Linked DNA regions of Ovis aries: region 1 is linked to region 2. A link is a contact called in public Hi-C data. All regions are on one chromosome and are shown on one strand. The core of a region is the stretch at or near the end of the contact, and the rest is flanking DNA. Distances in the headings are between cores, read along the strand shown.

The links. A called contact is a pair of places that touch in the nucleus more often than the background predicts.
Region 1: a Hi-C map of skin fibroblasts shows a contact between it and region 2, with 3 times the contacts expected there. The contact joins the enhancer-like site here to the promoter of ARHGAP5 in region 2. A contact is called at or near these places in 2 of 16 Hi-C or Micro-C datasets (skin fibroblasts and tail adipose tissue).

The regions. Positions count from the first base shown.
Region 1 is chr18:40,623,682-40,628,031 of ARS-UI_Ramb_v3.0, forward strand. All of the region lies in intron 2 of AKAP6 (A-kinase anchoring protein 6), which reads left to right. Among named protein-coding and RNA genes, the nearest start is that of TRNAC-GCA, 120 kb to the left of the region's middle. Within about 2 kb of position 1,465, at least 15 of the 54 cell types and tissues checked have an H3K27ac peak or open chromatin away from gene starts, as enhancers often do.
Region 2 is chr18:40,265,590-40,270,118 of ARS-UI_Ramb_v3.0, forward strand. It overlaps ARHGAP5 (Rho GTPase activating protein 5), which reads left to right and starts at 2,859. Exons shown (of 7, transcript XM_060401788.1): 1 at 2,859-2,927.

The DNA of each region.
Region 1 (4,350 bases), core at 215-2,714, 360 kb after region 2:
TCATACATAGTTTAAATGTTTAAATCTTCACTGCCAGGGGTGCAATCCAAGTCTATGACCATCAGCTGGGATTTAGTTTCACAACCCAGTACCTCACTTTTTCCTAAGGTATAGTCTACCTTTATTCAAGTTTTATTGTAAATTCTTTCAACATTCTTTCTCCCTGTTGGAGTAGATAGAATTGTGTTCTCCCTACCAGGGCTGCGAAGAGTTGACTCACTGGAAAAGACTCTGATGGTGGGAGGGGTTGGGGGCAGGAGGAGAAGGGGATGACAGAGGATGAGATGGCTGGATGGCATCACTGACTCGATGGACGTGAGTCTGAGTGAACTCCGGGAGTTGGTGATGGACAGGGAGGCCTGGCATGCTGCGATTCATGGGGTCAGAGTCGGACACAACTGAGCGACTGAACCAAACTGAACCAGGGCTGCAGCTAACATCTTCATTGCACAGTTAACTTTAACTGAAACCTGCACCCCCATCCAGAATATAAACTGTCTTTATAGTTTCTTATCTGTTTCATCTACCTCTTTACCATTATTCTATTGATGTTGCCCCTTGACTGGAGTTTGGACAAGATTAAAAACACTGCCTTGTGCCACTATGTAAGCACGTGTATCATGCATTCTGAGCTATTGACTTTTGTGTTGGCACGATTATTGTGAATAAACCAAGAAAAACAGTCCTTTTGGGATTTCTTTGAGACTTCAATATGTAGAAGCTAAGTGGCTTGTTCTTTCAAAGAAATCAGAGGTTTGAGAATGTATTGATAATTGTCCTTGTAGGTTGCTTTCTTAAGGAAGCACATTCTGAGGCTCTGAGATTTGTATGTTGGAGGCTTATTGGAATGAACCATCTGAGAGACGCGAGCAACATCATCCTAGCAGAGGGAGGAGTTGAACCACTGTGCTGCGGTAGAGGCATTAGTCATTCCTATGGGGAACTCCATAGAGTTGGGCCCACTCCTTTGCCAGGCTTTCTACCTCCTCCCACTGAGCAGGCATTGGACATGGAGTGCTCCCAGGGAAGGATGTGACCTTGGGTGGGGCAGCTGAGGGCAAGCCCCAGAGAAGGTCTCAGATGGGAGCAGTAAGCAGCCAACACTCCTGGCAGCTGGGGGAATAAGTGCCTTATGCAGAATAGTGGGAGACTATAAATGTTCCTATAGCTTTTCTGTATTGTTGTTATTGTTATCATTATTATTAAAGGGCTTGACCCTGAAAAGATCATGGTACTTAATTCTAAGAGCACCAATGTAACAAGAGACTGATCTCTGTAATGCGAATGAAAATACCTCTCTTTGCTGAGAGGCATTGTGCAGAACTCATGAAAACATGGCAGTGATGTTGGCAGGGAGATGGCAATGAAGTTCTCTGCACCAACTGTCTCCTGCAGCTGTGAAAAGACACACAGCCTGGCTGCCAACTGTTGGGCTGTTTGTGCTTTGGCTGCATTTAGTTCCCTCTTATGTCAACTTACAATTCTGTGTTGAAGAAAATTGGTCTGGTCTGCCACCATCCCCATCTCTTAGCAACTGAGAGAGATTGAAACAACAGCTGGGTAATTTGATACTGGGAATTTAAAGGTTGTGAAATGGAATATAATGGCTTGTTTGTATTAAATGAAAAAAAGAGAGAAAATGATGTAACTCTAATGCTTAGAAATGTTTGGAATGCCACATGGGTTACAAAGAGAGAAAAATCTAGTTTAAACTGGTTGGACTCTTCCTCTCTCAGAATGATTAATGTTGAGTCCAAAAGCATTCTCAAACACCCATATTTGCCTAAATATAAATTCCTGTAGAATGTTGGAATTGCAATATGAAAAAAAGTTTCCGTGTTCTGTATTTACTTTCTGTAAGATTGACCTACTGCTTTCTTTATCACACATTTAAAAATACTATTTTCAATAAAACATAGATGACAGTTTAGCTTTGGTGGGCAGTGGGAGGGGCCCAGGGGTGGAGACAGAGACAGTGAGGGATGGTCCTCAGAGGCAGTGATTCACTGGAAGCCTGTTTTATAGGCTGCTCACACCATCTCCAGGGCACACGCACAACAGATAATAATGGAATTGTGAGTTTGAAAACTAGGAAATGAAAAGCCAAGTGCAATTGTTGACAAAAAGTTGTTTTCCCTCTTCCCTGGGGCCAGTAAAGAGATCATCTGGCTTTCAAATTAAGAAAGCCAGAAAATACAGTGTTTGCTCTCAGAATAAGTCAAATGTCATACTTAATGAAAATTCCAAAGCAGAAAGAGAGAAAGCAAGGAAGTTGGGGAAGAAGAGATTGAAATGCCTAATTAATGGAGTGAGCTGCTTGCTGCTTGACCTGTAGGTTCATAATTCAGGCATTTGTCCATTGTTTAATAAACATGCCTGAACAAGGTTCATTGAAGGGGCATGGATTATAGGGGAGGGGACTGAAAATCTAGTGCTTTTACATGGTAGGAAACTGCCTGGTCGTGTTTCTCAAGATAACTTGTTCAGCTGCTGCATATGCAACTTTCATCCCAGCGCAGGGGGCAGAAAGCCATTGTTTCCTTTGCTTGGCTAGTGGTTTACTTCCTTGTCACCTTCTCATACAGTTGGGTCATAGGTCTGCTGCTGTTAGCAACACATTGTCTTTTCATCAATACTGAAAGAATTTAATTCCTTCCCTGTGAAGTGGTTCCAATTCCTCAGCAAGTGTTTGGCTTTGTGATACAACTTTGAAGAAATGAAGTAAAAATTCACTGGGAAACAGCCCTTCTTCTTACCCATCCACTTCCTTACTTCCCAGTTCTCCCAAGACCACATCCATCCAATTTACAACAAATGAAGTGGAACCATATGAAATTTATCTTTTTGTAGGTAAAAGGTAGTTAAACGTAGGTAATTTCACATGGTTCAGCTTTTAATATACAAACGAGTTCTCTGGTTTAAAAAAAAAAAAGAGTGACTATGAATGTTATCCTTAGAATTCTCAGAGGAGAGGAAAAGAAAAGACTTCAAGGTAAACAAATGGACAGACAAACTTATTTGTACCAAACTAAATTCCAGATGGGGCTGGCTTGTAGTTCACAAACAGAAAAGAAAAAGGGATTGCAGCTTGCAGGAAACTATTGCTTCTCCCTGAGGGAGATGAGGATTGAAGTTCTCTACATGGGGTATGTTTCCAGTCTACTTGATCTTTCATTTAGCTTAAAAATTCAGTTTGGTGTTTGCACTTCCCTCATTTTCCAAAATTTGTTCTGATTCCACACGTCTGTCAAACATTTCTGTATATTTGTTTATTCCTCTTTGATTTGAAAGATAGGAAGTATATTGATTGTTTTTCAGGTGGAAACTAACTTTCCATTCATTTGGGAAGAATTTGTGCATTGGTTCACTTCCACAGCTCTAGAGCATTCGTGCTCAATATTACACTTTTATTTGAGACACAGGAAGTGTATTTGTTTAAATTTTCTCTCTGAAAATAAAGCCAGAGCTACGGCCTGATGAGCATTATACAAAGGAAAAGAAATCTCAGTTTAGTATTTTTTAATACTTCACGTTTAATGGTTCATAAATGTATAATAATCATAGTGAACTTTTATTCGGCACTGCTATAGGCATAATAAGGTACTGTGCATGTACTATCACATTTAATCCGCATCCTATGACTTGTGTCCTGTCCTGTCTTAACGAATGAGGGAACTGAAGCACAAAGGTTAAGTTTCTCTCCCAGGGAATCAAAGTTGTTAATAGCAATGCTAAGACTGACTTTCAGACTATCTCCAGACCTACTCTCTTAATTTACTATACCATTTTGCTATCACACTGACTATACCTGATTCAGATGCAACCCTTGCCACCAGCCCCCCACAATTAATCATTTTCCTTGAATGTTTTTGATGTTGATTTGCATTTTGAAGGTGCCATTTGGGCAAGGTGTCTTGAAGGATGCTGCTAAGTCACTTCAGTCATGTCCGACTCTGTGAGACCCCATAGACGGCAACCCACCAGGCTTCCCCGTCCCTGGGATTCTCCAGGCAAGAACACTGGAGTGGGTTGCCATTTCCTTCTCAAATGCATGAAAGTGAAAAGTGAAAGTGAAGTCGCTCAGTCGTGTCCGACCCTCAGCAACCCCATGGACTGCAGCCTTCCAGGCTCCTCCGTCCATGGGATTTTCCAGACAAGAATTCTGGAGTGGGGTGCCACTGCCTTCTCCAGGACTGATGACGGGTACATATTGACTATTCTGTGAGGAGCAAAGCTTCAAAAGGAGCATGTTGATGAACCTCCTCAGTGTGGAGATTCAAGCAAAGCCAACTTCTGTTTGCAGTACTAGCATACAACCAGTTGCTCACCTTAACCCTTGCATCTTAATCG
Region 2 (4,529 bases), core at 1,609-4,108:
CAAAACATAATTAACACCTTTTCTTCATGCTGAAAATATCATTGGTAGCCATAAAACAAATTTGGAGAAAGCTTTTCAGCACTTTAACTCAGCAAATGGCTACTGTGGTTATACTGTGGTTATTGGTTATTGGTATTTGCCTGCTCATAGGAGTAACACCCCATAATACCCTGCTTTCTCTCCTCCCAATAGCTCTAACTATATGGGATATGGAGAAACAGAAAGGTCAAGGGAGTAGGTAGGGGTTGGGTGGGGTGTGGAAACAAGTCGTGAAATTCTGTGGGAAATTAGACATGAAATAACCTTTCTGTGCTTTAGTTATTGTTATTTGCCTCTGTTATTCTCCAACTTTTTCATGTATTTTTCCTGTAATCAGGGTGATATTCTGAGATAGTCTGTTTTCCAAAAGCCTGTCTTAATGTCAGACAGGCAAAAAGTATGGGTTAATTTTGTCATGAATGGAAAGGCCCTTTATGGCGTTTCCTGTATTTTTGGTTCAGGCTACAAAAGCCGAAGTAGTTATAATCAGAGATTTCCAGCAGGGGGTGTACCCACTTCTATAGGGTAAGTTCTTTTGAAACCAAATCACATCAAACATCTGAATATTATATGTAGTGTTACTGCTGATGGTAAAAGCTGGAATGTTGATAACATTTTTTATGGCTGTCATCTCTTTTGATCCTAAGCATGTGAATACTTTGTTAGGATGTGTTAAAGAACTAGAAATTTGTGGATGATATTTAAATTAAAAACCTAAAATGCCCGACTGAAATCTTATTCTGCTAATTTTTTCAAAGTAAATGAAGAACAAAGCTTTGGGTGATTTTAATTATCCAGTGGAGAACAAGTGCTTAAATTTTTTCCTTTTTAGATAAGAAGAGTAGTTGATCCAAGAGAGATTGGTAATATTTACTCTTATCTCTCCAGAGTGTTTCTGTGTGTATGTAAAATGATAAGTTACTTATTTTCTCAAAGTTTTTTTGTTTTGGGTGGGGAGGGTTGGTGTTTAAAGCTGTTTCCCTGAAGGCATGGTTCCTAATCAATTTTAAAATATACCATATTATCCTTGAGTTTTATTTTCTGCTCTTTATAGCCTTTATTTGTATATATCTAAGCATTTATAACCGTAGAAGTTTGACCCCCTTTTTCCATTTTCAGATTTTTATTTATGCAGAAAACTGTACGCTTTCTCTTGCGAGAGGAGCAGATACAAAAATTAAAATGATATAAACTTGTTAGTTATTTGTACTGGTAAGCAGCTCACCAGTGTATTAGTATTAATAAGGAGCAAAGTTGTAAAGTTGACTCCTTAAATCACGATGGATAATATAGAAGGACTAAAGAGTAAAAACAATGTCAGTTATGACAACTATCATTTGAAAACCATGGCTTCCCCCCTTCCCTGTCCCGCTTCATTTTCTTGTGTCTATATTATGAGAAAAAAGAAATTTGAAAAGTCTTTTTTTCTCTCCAGTCTTATGTCCTGATTCTTCGGTATGATGTCCTGGTTTGAAGAAAACAATAATATATAAAGAATGTTAACACCTTTAAAAGCCCTGATTTGACTTTGGTTTGTACTGATACATGCCATGGTTATGAAATTTCTGATTATTTAGGAAATAATTTTTACATTAGGGTGGACACCCTATTATAGTACTTAATACTTCAACATCAAGTATTAAATTATAGCTTTGAATTGGCTTCTCGTACTTTTAGGAACTTTTAATACAAAGGTCAAAAAACGCATTTAAATGCATGGGCTTTCCAACCTGTACAAGTGATGTGTGTATTAAGGCATTAGTACTGCATTTTGATGGGTCCACTCTCTAAAATTTCCTCCTCTCTTTTTCTTCCTTTTTTCTATATTTTCTTTCTTTGCAAGTTTTCTGTAGTGTCCTTTTTCCTTGCCTAGGGTTTATAACTGAAAGAAATAAGTACCTATGTACCTCACTCAACCTATTTGGTACCATTCAGATGCAAGGGAGTGGCTGGAGGAAGTAATTGTAGTCATGCCTTTTTAAAATTAGGGAGCAAGAAACAGAGAAATTAAACATCTCTTCTGCTTCTGTCTATTAAGTTTACCTTAGAGAAATACGGAGTAGAAGGGCAGGGGTATGGAAGAAAGGAACAGGACTTCTGCTGAAATTCTGTGGCAGATTTACAGACAAATATTTTCTAACTGATTTTTACCAAAAGGCAGTTTTGTTTTTCTTTACTGACAGACCCTAAACATACTTCTGGTTGGAAGCAGCTGCATCATTGTAACACTAAAAAGCAACCTTGGCTAACTAAAGTACCTTATGTAACATAAGAAATAAAGAATACTTTAAATTTAAAAGACTTTTTTATATGTTTACTGATGATGAACCGTTTTCAATGCAGGAAATAAATCTACTCCCAAAAAGAAATTGGCCCCCACATTACTTCTTTCTTTTAAACGTAACAAATTGGGGTAGATTTATGTTTTTGCTCATTCATTCTTTCATCTGCCGGCAGCTATTTTAAGAACTATGTGTAAGACAGATTCTGATGACCTTGGGAAAGTCACAAGACCTCAGTTTCTTCAGTGATGAAAGAAAAGACATTTTTCCACCGCCCTTTAACCACGACTCAATGCCAGTGCTCAGATAAGAAATACGCCAAAAGCCCAGGGTACCTCCAAACTTGTGAGATTTCTACGTCTCCAAAAATATTGACTATATTTGAGACAGTATAATAAGAGCCAGGTGACCGATGGTTCCTAAAGGTTTGCTCAGTAGTAGTGTGAGCAGGGGTCTTCTGGGCCACCCCGAATTCAATCCGCCCCATGTCTTGGCATCTCGCTCAATTTCCTTAAGAATGGATTAAACCGAGGGCCTGCCTCCGTCCCTGTGCGGTGTCGACGGAGAAACGGAATCTTCTTGCTCCCATGGAGTTTTGCTTTCTGGGTGAGTACGGCACCAGGTCCCGGGCGGGTGCCGTCTAGTTGGCCAGCGATCCCAGGCAGGAAACTGGCTGCACACGCGGGAGCATGTCCCCGGGAACGAGCTTGGTGCATATATTTTCCTCTCTTGAATTCTTTAATACTCAGACAGCGTAGGCTGATTTATCGAGAATCATTCAGTGCCCATGCGATGTTTTGTAACGGCTAACACAATATCAGGTCCCTTTGCAGTATTGTGGTTTGCTCCCAGTTACGGCCAGAAACCGGAACAGAAGGAAAGGGAGAAAGCAGGGAAGGTTCGGAGACGACAGTGCTCAGAGCTGCATGGTCGGCAGCTTCTAAAGCGTGGAGGATGGGACGGAGGAGGAGCAGAATACGGAGAAAGGGGAAAGCAGAGGAAAAATATTCACGCCAATGGGTAAAAGGGAAAAGGTGAGAAGGAATGGAGTAGGAGAGGGAACCAATGGATGGGAGAGGCGGAGGAAGAAGGGGGAGGGGCAGAAGCCAATGGGGGAGCCGGGACGCGAGCGAGAACGCGGCCCCGCGCGCTCGCTCCCTCCCTCCGGCTCCGGCGCTCGCGCCTTCCCAGGCTCCCGGGAGACGAGGGCAGGGGCGGGGCCCAGCCGGGCGCGCGGCGCGGGAGGCGTCGCGAGGTGAGGGCGGCGGGGGCGGGGGATTGTGGGGAGGACGGTGCGGGTGCGCGCGCGCGCGCCCCGTCGAGGTTGCGCCGCCGCTCCGCCCCCGGCCGGGTGTGTGGCAGCGCGCGCGCGCGCGTGTGCGTTCCGGCGGTGCGCGCCGGGAGAGATGCTGAGGTAAAGTTCGGGAGAGAGGGAGAGATCCGTCAGCGCGAGGGAGCCCGAGTGGCCGCCATTACTGAGCCCGGCGCGGCGGCGGGCGCCGGGGAAGGGGGGAGGGACGGGGCCGCCGCTGGTGGCTGGGAGGGAGGGAGGGTGGGTTACCCGGCCACGGGAGCCGTAGGGCTTGAGGTTTCGGGGCGTGTGTGTTGGGGCGGGCTGGGGGAGGTGGCTGAAGGGACGCGGCGCTCGGTGAGCGCGCCAGGGAAGAGAGGCGAGCAGAGAGTGGAGGAGGAGGCGGCGGCGGGAGCGCTCCCCAGGAATGTCGCTGCCGCCGCCACCACCGGGGCCGCTGCCGTTGAGGAGGAGACGGAGGAGACCGACGGTGTTAGGTAGGACCTTGCGACTCCCCGCTCCTCTGGGCCTGCCCGTTAGCCCCCTCCCCGCCGGGAACCCTCCCGCCGCCCACTGCCCCGCTCGGTCGCCGCCGCCGGTTGTAACCAGTTCAAGGGGCTGGGGCCCCGCCGCCGCGGAGGGGAGCCCGGCGCCGCGCTCTGTCCTCGCAGGCCGGGGCGGGGAGCGGCTGCCGTGGGGGGGAGACGGGCGGCGTGAAGGGCAGAGAGGCCGGGGGAGGGGGCGCTTTCCCCACAGGTGATGGGGCAGGGGTCGGCGGAGGCCTGGTGGTGGCCAGAGTCCGCTCCAGCCCGCCGCCCTCACTTGCCCTGGTCTCGGATGGTGCGTGGGGGAGGAAGGTGGCGGTGTCTATTAGCCAGGCGGCTGCTGTTAACGAGTTCCACCTGGAAGGGGAGAGG